Linked DNA regions of Mus musculus: region 2 is linked to region 1. Evidence: chromatin contacts called from public Hi-C data. All regions are on one chromosome and are shown on one strand. The core of a region is the stretch at or near the end of the contact, and the rest is flanking DNA. Distances in the headings are between cores, read along the strand shown.

Region 1 (4,989 bases), core at 2,033-4,532:
GGCTTCTCCTAGCCCCATCGGGCAGGCTGGCTGGAAAATATTGAAAGCCTGCCATCAGTACTCGGAGAAATATCACCCCAGGAAATTAAAACCTCAGTACCGAAGCCTGGGCCTGCCTCCCCGGCATAACTTCACACACAGGATATTTCTGTGATTTTTCACCAATCATGGGCTGTAATTGGTTACCATAGAAACCTTCTCATTTCCAAGACACCCAGCTGTTATGCAGAAAACCCAACTATGGCAGTGAGGCTGGGGAGGAGGGTACCCTGCTTCCCCTCAGCCCAGGGGCTCCCTTATAAAGGGATGCATTTGCTCAGAGGGGAAATGGAGGGCAGCCCAGGGGACATGGCTGTGAGCTAGGACCAGGTCTTGCCCCACTAGACAGTAGAGATGCCAAGGCCTATAAGGGACCTGATGTCACAGCAGTGACGTCAGGGACAACTCTGGTCTGCGGGGGACATGCCTGAGTGATTTAGGACTCCTGTAAATCTACCAACCTATTAGCACCTCCTCTTCTCAGGCCTCCTGCAAAACACCCCCCCCCCCGCTGGGGGGGGCTTGGTACAGAGGGAGGGGCCCTCAGTTGTGCTCAGCTACAACATGAAGCTGTTGACCCCACTTCATAAAGGCACCAAGGCATTGTCAGTTGTGTGCCTTCCACCCAGATGACAAGCGAGGCCTTGCAACTAATAACTCATCAGCACCAATGGGTCACATGTTCACTCAGGAGGCGAGGCAGAAACCCCAGGACATTGAACTGGCCCCTGCAGACAGGTCACACCAAGTATGAAGATGGCTCTGGGGGACTAGGGCCTCCATGTGCACAGTAAGACTGAGCCGGCTTGGGACTGAAGACAACATTGATCCCTGAGAAAACCGGAGCTACCACTGGTGCGGCGATCACCGTCCTAAAGTACATAGCTGTATGCTCCTGTGTCTTCAGTAGCCAAGAATGTAAACCCCACAAGTATCCCCCAACAGACAGGCACACGGGACACATCCAGGCACATAGTACATACCAGGAGCCTTAGAAACCCATGGCAAGGCAAAGGAGTCAGGAGTAGGGGCACACATAAATGAAGGATCCCCCAAAGACTTCAGGGAGGTTGGTGGCTACTGGGGAGCACAGGAGAGGGACTGTTTGGGAGTGATTAGCTCCTGGAGTGGTTCATTTAGGGGTAATGGAATGTTCTGGAATTTGCTGCAGTGGTGGCTACATACCTTATGAATATACAAAAACCACAGGACCATGCCCTCGAAAAGCAGTGAGTTTAATAGCATGTAGATTACATCTCAATAACAACAAAGGGGAACTGGACCCAGAAGGGAGGGAAGGAAAGAGAGAGAGACAGAGTGTAAGAGAGAGAGGGAGGAGTGTGTGTGTGTGTGTGTAATAGGAACCAATGTGGGGATTCTCTGCGACCTTCCGATCCTGGACCCTGGATGCAAACCAGAGAGCCTCCTGCCAACCTTCTGAGTCACAAGCAAGGTTCATGAATGCTGTGGAGACTCAGTCTGACTGGAGTGGGCTTAGCGGGAATCCCCAGGAGTTAAGGTCCCTCCTCGCTTGAACGCAGAGATCTACACCCGTCCCTCTGAGGAGGACGCTCAAGACAGCCTCACCTTTTGTTCATCTCCAAGGACACCGTGCAGAGGAAACGCAGAACTGCAAGCTGTGTGCACCATTGGCTCCCGTCCGCCTCTATTTGCTACTTTGCGGCTCCTCGCTTCTCTTCCTTTTAAATTTTTATTGAAATCACTTTTCCCCAAGACTGGTTTAATAAGATTCAGTGGATTGAGGTTCAATTCACTCCCTTCCATACAGTTTCTCCACGGAAGAAAATCACTGTCAATTAAGGGAGACAAAGACATCTCCTCACCCACAGACACACCCTCCTGGGGGCCCAGATGTGGCAGCATGTGCTCCCCCGGAAACAGGAGACAGCAGGTTCCTCTCTTGGAAGAGTGGAGCCCTGATATTGTGTGGCCAGGGTTACCTTAGAAACTTCAGGTGTTGCATGGAGGTGGCCTGTCCTTTCTGCTTCTGCTTCAGAGCCTACTTCAGGAGCTGCAGCTGCTGTGTTACCCAGGCCCTTCACCCTGCTGTGCTGTCTGCTGTAGATGTTAGCCAGAGTCCAGACTTGTTGATTCCTCCCTTGGAGGCTCTGTTTTCCCACCACCAACACAAGATAGCTAAGGAGTGTGGAATCTGGGGTCTCCCTCCCTTCAACCCAGATCCAACCTTCCATGATCAGTAAAGCCTAGACAGGCTGGGAACAAGCTCAGGGAGAGAGTTACAGAGACAAGTGCTGGAAGATGTGTTGTCTGATCAGTTTTGTGTAAATCCGCCTCTCTCGTGCTTGATCAGGATAGCCCTTCACCTAGGACTTACCTAGGACTCACAATGGCATTGGACAGAACCACGACTCCATACCCAGCCACTTCCTGGCTGCTCCCCACCTCTGTGAACTTGCTAAGAACCCTGTTCACCTCAGAATACTTCCAGTTTTACACAGAAGTTGCAAGAGAACAACTTATTCCAGGAACTCTCCCCGCAGTTTCCTCTGGTGCGACAACATACCACAGGCTCGTCCTCATCACCACCCTACAGCTGCTGCCCCATGATGTATTACCAATCTGTTAGTTTGGGTTTAGAATCTGCGTAAGACCCCACCTAACCTTGTGTACAGCCTCTGACTTCCCAAGGCTACTTTTAACTGTGCCAGTTTTGTTTTGTTTTGTTTTGTTTTTCTGGTTTTTGATGCACTTGATCTATGGGACAATGGGGTTGTACAGATGGCCAGGAGTTGGGCTCTGATAGTTTGGGGGCACCAAAGTTGTGAGTTTGTAAAACGGGACCACCGAGGTGAAGCACTGCTCTCACTAGAACATCCTGGCAAGAGCGAAGGCAGTGTCAGAGGGTGGTCTATGCCTCGATGTAGCAGGAAGATGGGAGAATTTACATAATTGTTCTGTGCCTCAGTTTCCCTACCTACAAAGCAGGGCAAACTCAGGAAGCTCTTTGCAAGGCACACTGGGAGATACCAAGTGCTGTTGGCTAAGCTCTTTGTAGATGCTCTGGGGTCCTGTGACTTCTTGCCTTCTTGGAACCAATCAAGCCCAGGCCCCTGTTGCCTCCCGGGAGCAAACAATGACTCCAGGAACAGGGAGACATAGCTGCACAGCCTTCACAGGTGCTTGAAGGAGACTGAAGGGTAGCAACACGCTGGCGTTCTGGTTGCCCAGGAAACGTGCCCGCAAGCATTCTGGAGGAGCGAAGTGACAGGCTGTGGGTGGGCAGGACAGTGGGTGGCAATGTTCTCGGTCTCAGCAGTGGGGAGTCTCCTGTGCCTATGGCTGATCCCTGACTGCTGTGACCCGGCAAAGCGTCCCCCCTGGCAGAAATCCTACGGTGGGACATGGGGACCGCTGCTCTCTGAAGTGCCTGCAGCTCCGCTGGGTCCTTAATTTCAATTGCTGTTCCCACATCCCCTGTCACAGCTGCACTCTCTCTGTGTTGTCGGCTGCTCATCTACCCGGCTACCTTGCTACAAGCCTTGAGCCTTCCTCTTCAGATGGGGACAACAGTCCTAGTCAGGCCTCCCAGAATGAGCTGACTTACCCCCAGGGCTAAGCCCTGTGCCCTCTCCATCTCCCTACAGATAAAGGACAGACTCGACAGAGCCAGGCACAAAAGCACTGGATCCGGTCTCAGTCTGGCAACCACATCTTCAGTAATCTCATAGGGCCAGGGAGCAAAGACCCGTTCGCATGTTACCATGGGGAATTTTCCGGCCTTTAAAAAAAAAAAACCCTCTTGTGGGATTGGTGTGTCGGGAAGCTCCTGTGCTCAACCGAGGTCCTCAGCTTAAATCTATTCTCAAAGATGCAACCCGGGGAGGCATAGCATTGGGAGAGAGCAGCAGAGCCTGGTCAGGAAATAGCTCCTCCAGCTAAGCATGGGCAGGCACACGAGCAGATCACAGACCAGTTCTGAGCACAGCAGACCATCTCCTGGGCAGGGATATCTGGCTGGGAAGATACTGAGGGAAGGTTCTAGGCCATCGTGCAAAGCATGAGAGCCACAGCACCATGTGTATGTAACCACGGCAAGCCAAACAGCTGAGGGCTGTGCGTGGAGAGAAAAGACGGCAGGATCCTAAAATAGCTGCTACAGAGTCTGAGCAATAGCAACATGGCAGGCGCCAGGCTCGGCGACTCTCTCACCTCACTCGGTTATACCGAGAAGAGGAAGTGCTGTTGTTACTCTCATCTTGAAGGGGAAAGGATCGGCAAAAAATGGTAGCTAGTTCTCTCTCTACAGGGATGTATCTTAGGATGCTGCACAGAGAAGTAGGTGGTCTGTGGTCTGTCCTGGAAGGCAGTCTGTCTTTCCTGGGAGGCTGAGAAGCAGTCTGTACTGAGGGAGGGACTTGGGCTACTTGGAGACCCTTGGTCCTACTGCACTGGAACCAGCACATTCCTCCCAGTTCGCAGTCCATGCCTGAAGCCACTGCTCAGGGAACAGCTTGGCAGCTCATTACTAATCATCAGCTTCCGCAGCACCCATTGGCCGCCTCTCACGGTTTCAGGAGTTTTCTGATTTGAGTCTTGCAACTGCTACATTGTTATTTGCAAAGTCCACCAACACAGCCAGGAACTTGTTAAAACAGGCAAAGACACAAGTGGAGAGGCAGGTGATTGTCTTCAGCCCCTAAACTCCCAGAACAGTACAGAGACAGGAAGAACCATACCCGTGAGCCGAGAGGGGCTGCCCCAAGGACAAAGGCTTGTGATGGCATGGAAGTTAGGTAGCTGTGAGCTGACAGGGATGCGATTCCTCAAGCCAGAAGGCCAGGGTGAGTCCATGGGCCTCTCCTAGCACTTAGGGATGAGGCAGTGAAGGCAGAGTTCCTGTGAAGGGCCTCACTACACCGGCTGGAAGTAAGAAGGAGGTCCTGGAATCTGGCCATGGCAAGCCATGAT
Region 2 (5,041 bases), core at 1,702-4,201, 44 kb after region 1:
ACAGCTCAGCTCAACTACCGCAGATGTAACCAAGCCTGGGTCAGAGTGGGAGCAAGGAAGCCCCTCCCTCGGCGTACAGGGAGCTTCCTTTCCCCAAGCAGAATGAGATGCCTTCTGCCACCTCTGCTGGAGGTGGTACCTGTCCTAACCAAGCTCAAAGCCTGACAGCAAGATGCCCAGTGCTCATCCATAGTGCAGTGGGGAGCAGTTAGCAAGCAAGGATGAAGAGCTACAAGGGAGAAGTGTAACTCCTAGGCTTGGGCTCCGTGTGCCCCGTCCAGAGGAAACAAAGCCGTCTCGATCCTCTGATACAAACACAGGGCTAGCTTTCCTATTAGAACTGCAGAGAGTAGCCGCCCTTCCTCTGGGGTATATGTGTAGAAGATCACGCACACTAGCATCTGGCAGGGAGGGATCCTAAAAGGCCAAACTTCAAAATCAGTAACAGAGCCATGTCTGGAAGTCTGGCCATGTCCCTGCACAGTTATTCTTGTTCTGTGGTAACTGTGAATTTTGAGCCCCAAAGGAGGTTTCTCTGCCTGGCATTTGTTCTCTCCCTATTATCAAAATGCACTGCCCTTTCAACCTAACAACTTGTGCAGGTAAGTTGCCACTGGCAAGCAAGTGCCAGACTGCTGCATCTAGGAGCTCAAGCTGCCTCTGGGCAGGGAAGGAATCCCACTGGGTTGCTCTGGAAGCCTTGGGATCTAGCTGAGCCCTGGGACAGTCGGAAGCAGAAGGGGAGACAGACAGACAGACAGACAGACAGACAGACAGGGCATCTAGATCAGGCTCATGTCAGAAAAGATGTCCTTGGTTAGTTTGGTCCACACCCCAGAATTGCGGGAACCTAAATCTTAGCACAGCCCACTGAAAGATTCAGGCCCAGCCGGTGCCCCACACAGAGCAGATCGCAGATCGGCCCGATTATTAACCTCTTAAAGTCCACAGCGCAAACAAACCCAGCCACCAGGAAAGGGGATGCCAGTAATGACGTGACAGTCTTCCCTAGATGATGCTGACCAGCATGTATTCCTGGGCGCCAGAACCACTCGCAAATCAAGGACAGCTAGAAAACACTCTCATGCCAGTCTCCTTCAGACTTCTCAAAATCAGGTCGCGCGCATGTTCCTCCCTCCTTTGGCCCCACTTTCTCCCCAGCTTCATGCTGGTGGGGGTGGGTGACTGAGGCAGTCTGCTCCAGCAGCCACCGACCCCTTGTATCCTCAACACGGGAGCGCAGTGCATCCCAGTGGACAAACACTAGAAGCGCAAGCAGCCTTTCTCAGCTTCCATTTGTGATGTTCAACCTGGGTCCCAAATCCCGACCCAGGCGCAGCAGCTCTGGCCAGAGACCCCCTTACATGAAGGCAAGGGTAGTAGACACTGTGCTCTGTAAAGGGGGCAACTGCGTTCTGGGGACCCCAAGGCAGGATCCAGAGAAGCTTGAGCGACTCGGTAGGTGGGCAAAGTTTGCAGAGAAGGGTCTTTCTGGTCCGCCCCATAACCGCACTGGGCTTGAGTTCCTACTGGCCCGGAAGGTCCCGGACACAGACAAGCCCTGTGTGCCTGTGAGAGGTGCTTAGAGGCAGTTGCCTGTTGTCGCTTCCCCAGAATCCAAAAGCTCTCCAGACCCAGCTGTCTGCCAGCTGCGTGCGACCTTCTGCCCGGAGGTCACCCCAAAGCAGCTGGGTCGGCAGCTGTGCTCCTACTACACTTCAGTTCAGGGGCCCAGGGGCCCTAGGAACGGAGAGAAGGGCTGACGGAGCGGCTGTAGGGTTCTGGGCTTCTCCAACTCCACGGCAAAGCTGCTCGAGAACTGGGAGGGCCGGTGGCTCTCCCTGGCAGATCCAGCGTCAGCCCCGGCCCCCGAGTCCACCGCGCCCAATGGCCCGCAACTCGCGCCGGGCTCCGGAGAGGAGCCGCGCCGGGGCCGCCGGCCAGGACACTGCGCTGCTGGCGCCCTGGGCAGCGGGCGCGCCGGCCAGCCCCGCTGCCAGGTTACTGGGGCAAGCGCCCCTACCTCGACCCCACTCGACTCGCGGAGCGTAGGAGAACGGCCGCTCCCTGCCTCTCTCTGTCCGGCCTCAGGGACCAGCAGGCGGCCGCGCTCCGTGGCTTCGGGTGCACCACGCGGGCCGCCTCGGGGAGGCGAGAAGCCGTGCCTCGGTTTGCAACAGTGAGCAGCAGCCCAGCCTAGCGCCCACGCACCACCCCCCCATGCACCCTGCCTCCAGCCGGGTCGCTCACCTGAGTCCTAAAAGCTGTTGGATCCACATGGTCACGTTTCAGGGAACCCAGCCTCAGACCTTGCTTGCCCCAGCCATCTGCGCGGCGCCCGCGCCCGCTCGCTCCGGTCCCGTGGCGCCGCTCTTCGGCTTCGGGCCGCCGCCGCCACCCGCCGCCCGCCGCCCGCCGGCCGCGGGGCGCACAGCGAGTCAGAGCGCGGCCGCGCGGGGCTCCATGCCGGCCGGCGCGCCGCCGCCGAGGGGGCGCATGGCTCAGGCGGGCCGGCCCGCGGGGACGCACATCCTCCCGCCGGCTCTCGGGGCGCGGGGCCCCCACCGCAGGCCACACGGCGCGGGCGGCAGCGAGGCGGGCGCACTCCGGGTCTGTCGCCGGCCGCGAGGGTCCGAGGAGCGGGGCTTCGTCCTCCGGGGCGACGAGTAGCGAAGCGGGCGGCTCCGCAAGCCGTGCGAGGATCTAGCCTGCAGCCGGAGCTGCGAGGCTGTGATCGGTGTTGCCCGGGGGTTGAGAAGATCGCCCCTCTGGCCCACGCGGGTCGCCTCCACGCGCCGCCGGGTCGAGGGGCCTCTGTCCCAGGTTCTGACACCGATCAAGTTGCTGGAGAGCTCCGTCTAAGCGCTCGCTCTGCAGACAGCCGCGGCCCGGAGACTGCCAGAAGGCGGGCAGGGGAGGCGCGGGGCGAAGAAGCGTGGAGCGCGGGGCGTGGGGACGCGCGGCGGCGCCGCCGCGCGGAGGAGGCGCGCGGGGATCCCGGGCCCCGCCGCCCGCGCCCACCGCGCCCTCCGCAGAGCCGCCCGCGCCGCTCGGCCGCCTCCCTCTGCGCGTCTGCCTCCAGAAGCGCTTGCCCCCGCCTCCGCGAACGGGTCCCAACTCCGCCCGCCGGGCCCGGCTCACGTCACCCTCCTTCCCCGCCCCTCAACCTGGAGTCGGAGCCCCCAACCCGGCCGGTCGGCTTAGCTTGCCAGCCCACCTCGCTGGAGCTGGACTGGCGACCTGGGCTCTGAGTGGCCTGGGCGGCGCCAGAGAGAAGAACCGGGCCCACCCCTTCCCCATCCCTGGCCGCGTCCGGGTCTCCACCTTGGGAAAGGCTCGAAAGAGGCCGCAGGCTCCGATTGGACCGCCCGGCGCCGCCGGATGGTGTTGCCACGGTAACCAGATGGCATGCGAAGCAGTTAAGAGGTTCGGACCCTGTTCTAAGTACGCCCATTGAACGCAGAGGGCTGATTTGGGGAGAGGAGGTTCTCATGGGACTGGGGAGCTGAGGCTGTGCGAAAAGTTTCCTCCTGCGGAGCTGCACGGCGCAGGCGATGCGAGAGGCTGGGGAGGGTCCTCCTGGGGAGTCTCCCCACTGCCTGGGCCTGGCCTCTCTCCAGGCAGATGAAGTTTCAGCCTTTGGTTGGAGCATGCTTCTGCCCGGTTATTCAGTCTCCAGCGCAGTTCCCCCTCCTTCTTGGTTTTATGGCATCTGCTGTCTTCGCAGAGCCAGGGAGTTCTGAACCTGGCACTCCCAGACATCTTGCCCACTCTCCCACCCAGCACTCCCTGGTGCCTACCTGGTTAGTTGTGTCTGCATGTCCGGTTAGTGAAAGACAGGCTTTCTGTGGTCCCCTTTCACTGAAAGGAGTGACATAAAGGCAGAGGATCCCACGGAGGCCTTAGCTGCCTAGTCCCTGAGGAACTGTAGGAACAAAAGCCAGCTCTCAGCTCCACACATAGTGGGGAAGAAATGCAAAGCCAGGGGCCTTAGAAATGAGCTTCAGTCTGCGGTCTTCCTGCTTGGACTTTAGAGTCAGAGCCGGGAAGGTAAAGAGAGGCAACTGGGGACTTGCCAGGGTGCTGCAAGCAAGTGACTTCAGCCCAGCAGTTGCCCCCCTCAGGAGAGAGAGGGTGAGGCCTCCCTGGGAGGGTTGCTGGGGGGGGGGGAGGAGCCAGTCTTCCTGGGATTCACTGTGCACCCAGGCAGGTCCTTTTCCCTGAGCCTCCAGTCCAAGGTTTTTGGCAGCCAGAGATTCTCCCCACCCAGGCTGGACAGGACAACATGGTTCTGTTTTCCCTCTCAGGCCCTAAAGAAAGTATCTGGGAGCAAGGTAGCATGGTTGCAAGAGACTGAAGTTAGGTATGGGGTGCTACTGTCTTGGGGTCCTATGTCTATTACGCAACCTCTCCGACTCTTGGCTTTCTCATCTTACAAGACCCGTTTCCGGTGCTTTCCCTCAGGAGGTTTTAATTAGGACTAAATGAGTTGGCCCAGCGCACGTGCAGCTGCGACTAGCTGTGTGCCAGTCTGTCGTCCAGAGAGACACCCAGGTGACTCAGCGCTTTGAATGCCTGGTCACTTCTGGGTCCTCTTCCCGCAGAGCCCTGGTCCTGGGGGTTGGAGGGAGATGATCTTACAAAGTAAGGAGGCAGGGAAGTCCTAGCGGACGGAGCAAGCTGGACCCAGTTGCCAACCAGGAAGGAGATGCCTGCACTGCTGCCACCTAGCGGGAAAAGCTGGGGTGCTGCAAAAAGAGGGCCTTCCAGCAGCCTGTAGAGTCCTTAGGGAGACTTAGCCTGGGCAGCCAGGTGACTGGAGGTGGGGGTTCTGACCTGCTTTCTTCTACAGACCTTTTCACAGGCTTAGGAGACCCACTGCCCTTTGGGAAGGTGGCAAATCCCGTTCAGTCTGAGATGTTACTGAAATGTATTCTCAAAGATAACTCTAACAGGATTGGGATACAGCTGGAGGAAGAGCCTGTGTTTAGCCTGGATAAGGCCCCAGGTTCAATCCCCAGCAAACGCCCAGAAAAAGATT

What was found. A called contact is a pair of places that touch in the nucleus more often than the background predicts.
Region 2: a Hi-C map of cerebral cortex shows a contact between it and region 1, with 3 times the contacts expected there. The contact joins the promoter of Ajap1 here to the enhancer-like site in region 1. A contact is called at or near these places in 2 of 39 promoter capture datasets (hippocampal neurons and pre-B cells), 4 of 484 Hi-C or Micro-C datasets (cerebral cortex, embryonic stem cells and forebrain), 1 of 115 datasets of contacts at active chromatin or transcription factors (embryonic stem cells) and 1 of 9 other capture datasets (liver).

What each region holds. Positions count from the first base shown.
Region 1 is chr4:153,435,944-153,440,932 of GRCm38.p6, forward strand. The region is part of intron 1 of Ajap1 (adherens junction associated protein 1); the gene reads right to left. Among named protein-coding and RNA genes, the nearest start is that of Ajap1, 44 kb to the right of the region's middle. Within about 2 kb of position 3,283, at least 28 of the 459 cell types and tissues checked have an H3K27ac peak or open chromatin away from gene starts, as enhancers often do. A contact at or near this core is called in cerebral cortex and hippocampal neurons, where this site is marked.
Region 2 is chr4:153,479,879-153,484,919 of GRCm38.p6, forward strand. It overlaps Ajap1 (adherens junction associated protein 1), which reads right to left and starts at 2,952. Exons shown (of 6, transcript NM_001099299.1): 1 at 2,251-2,952. The coding sequence starts at 2,279.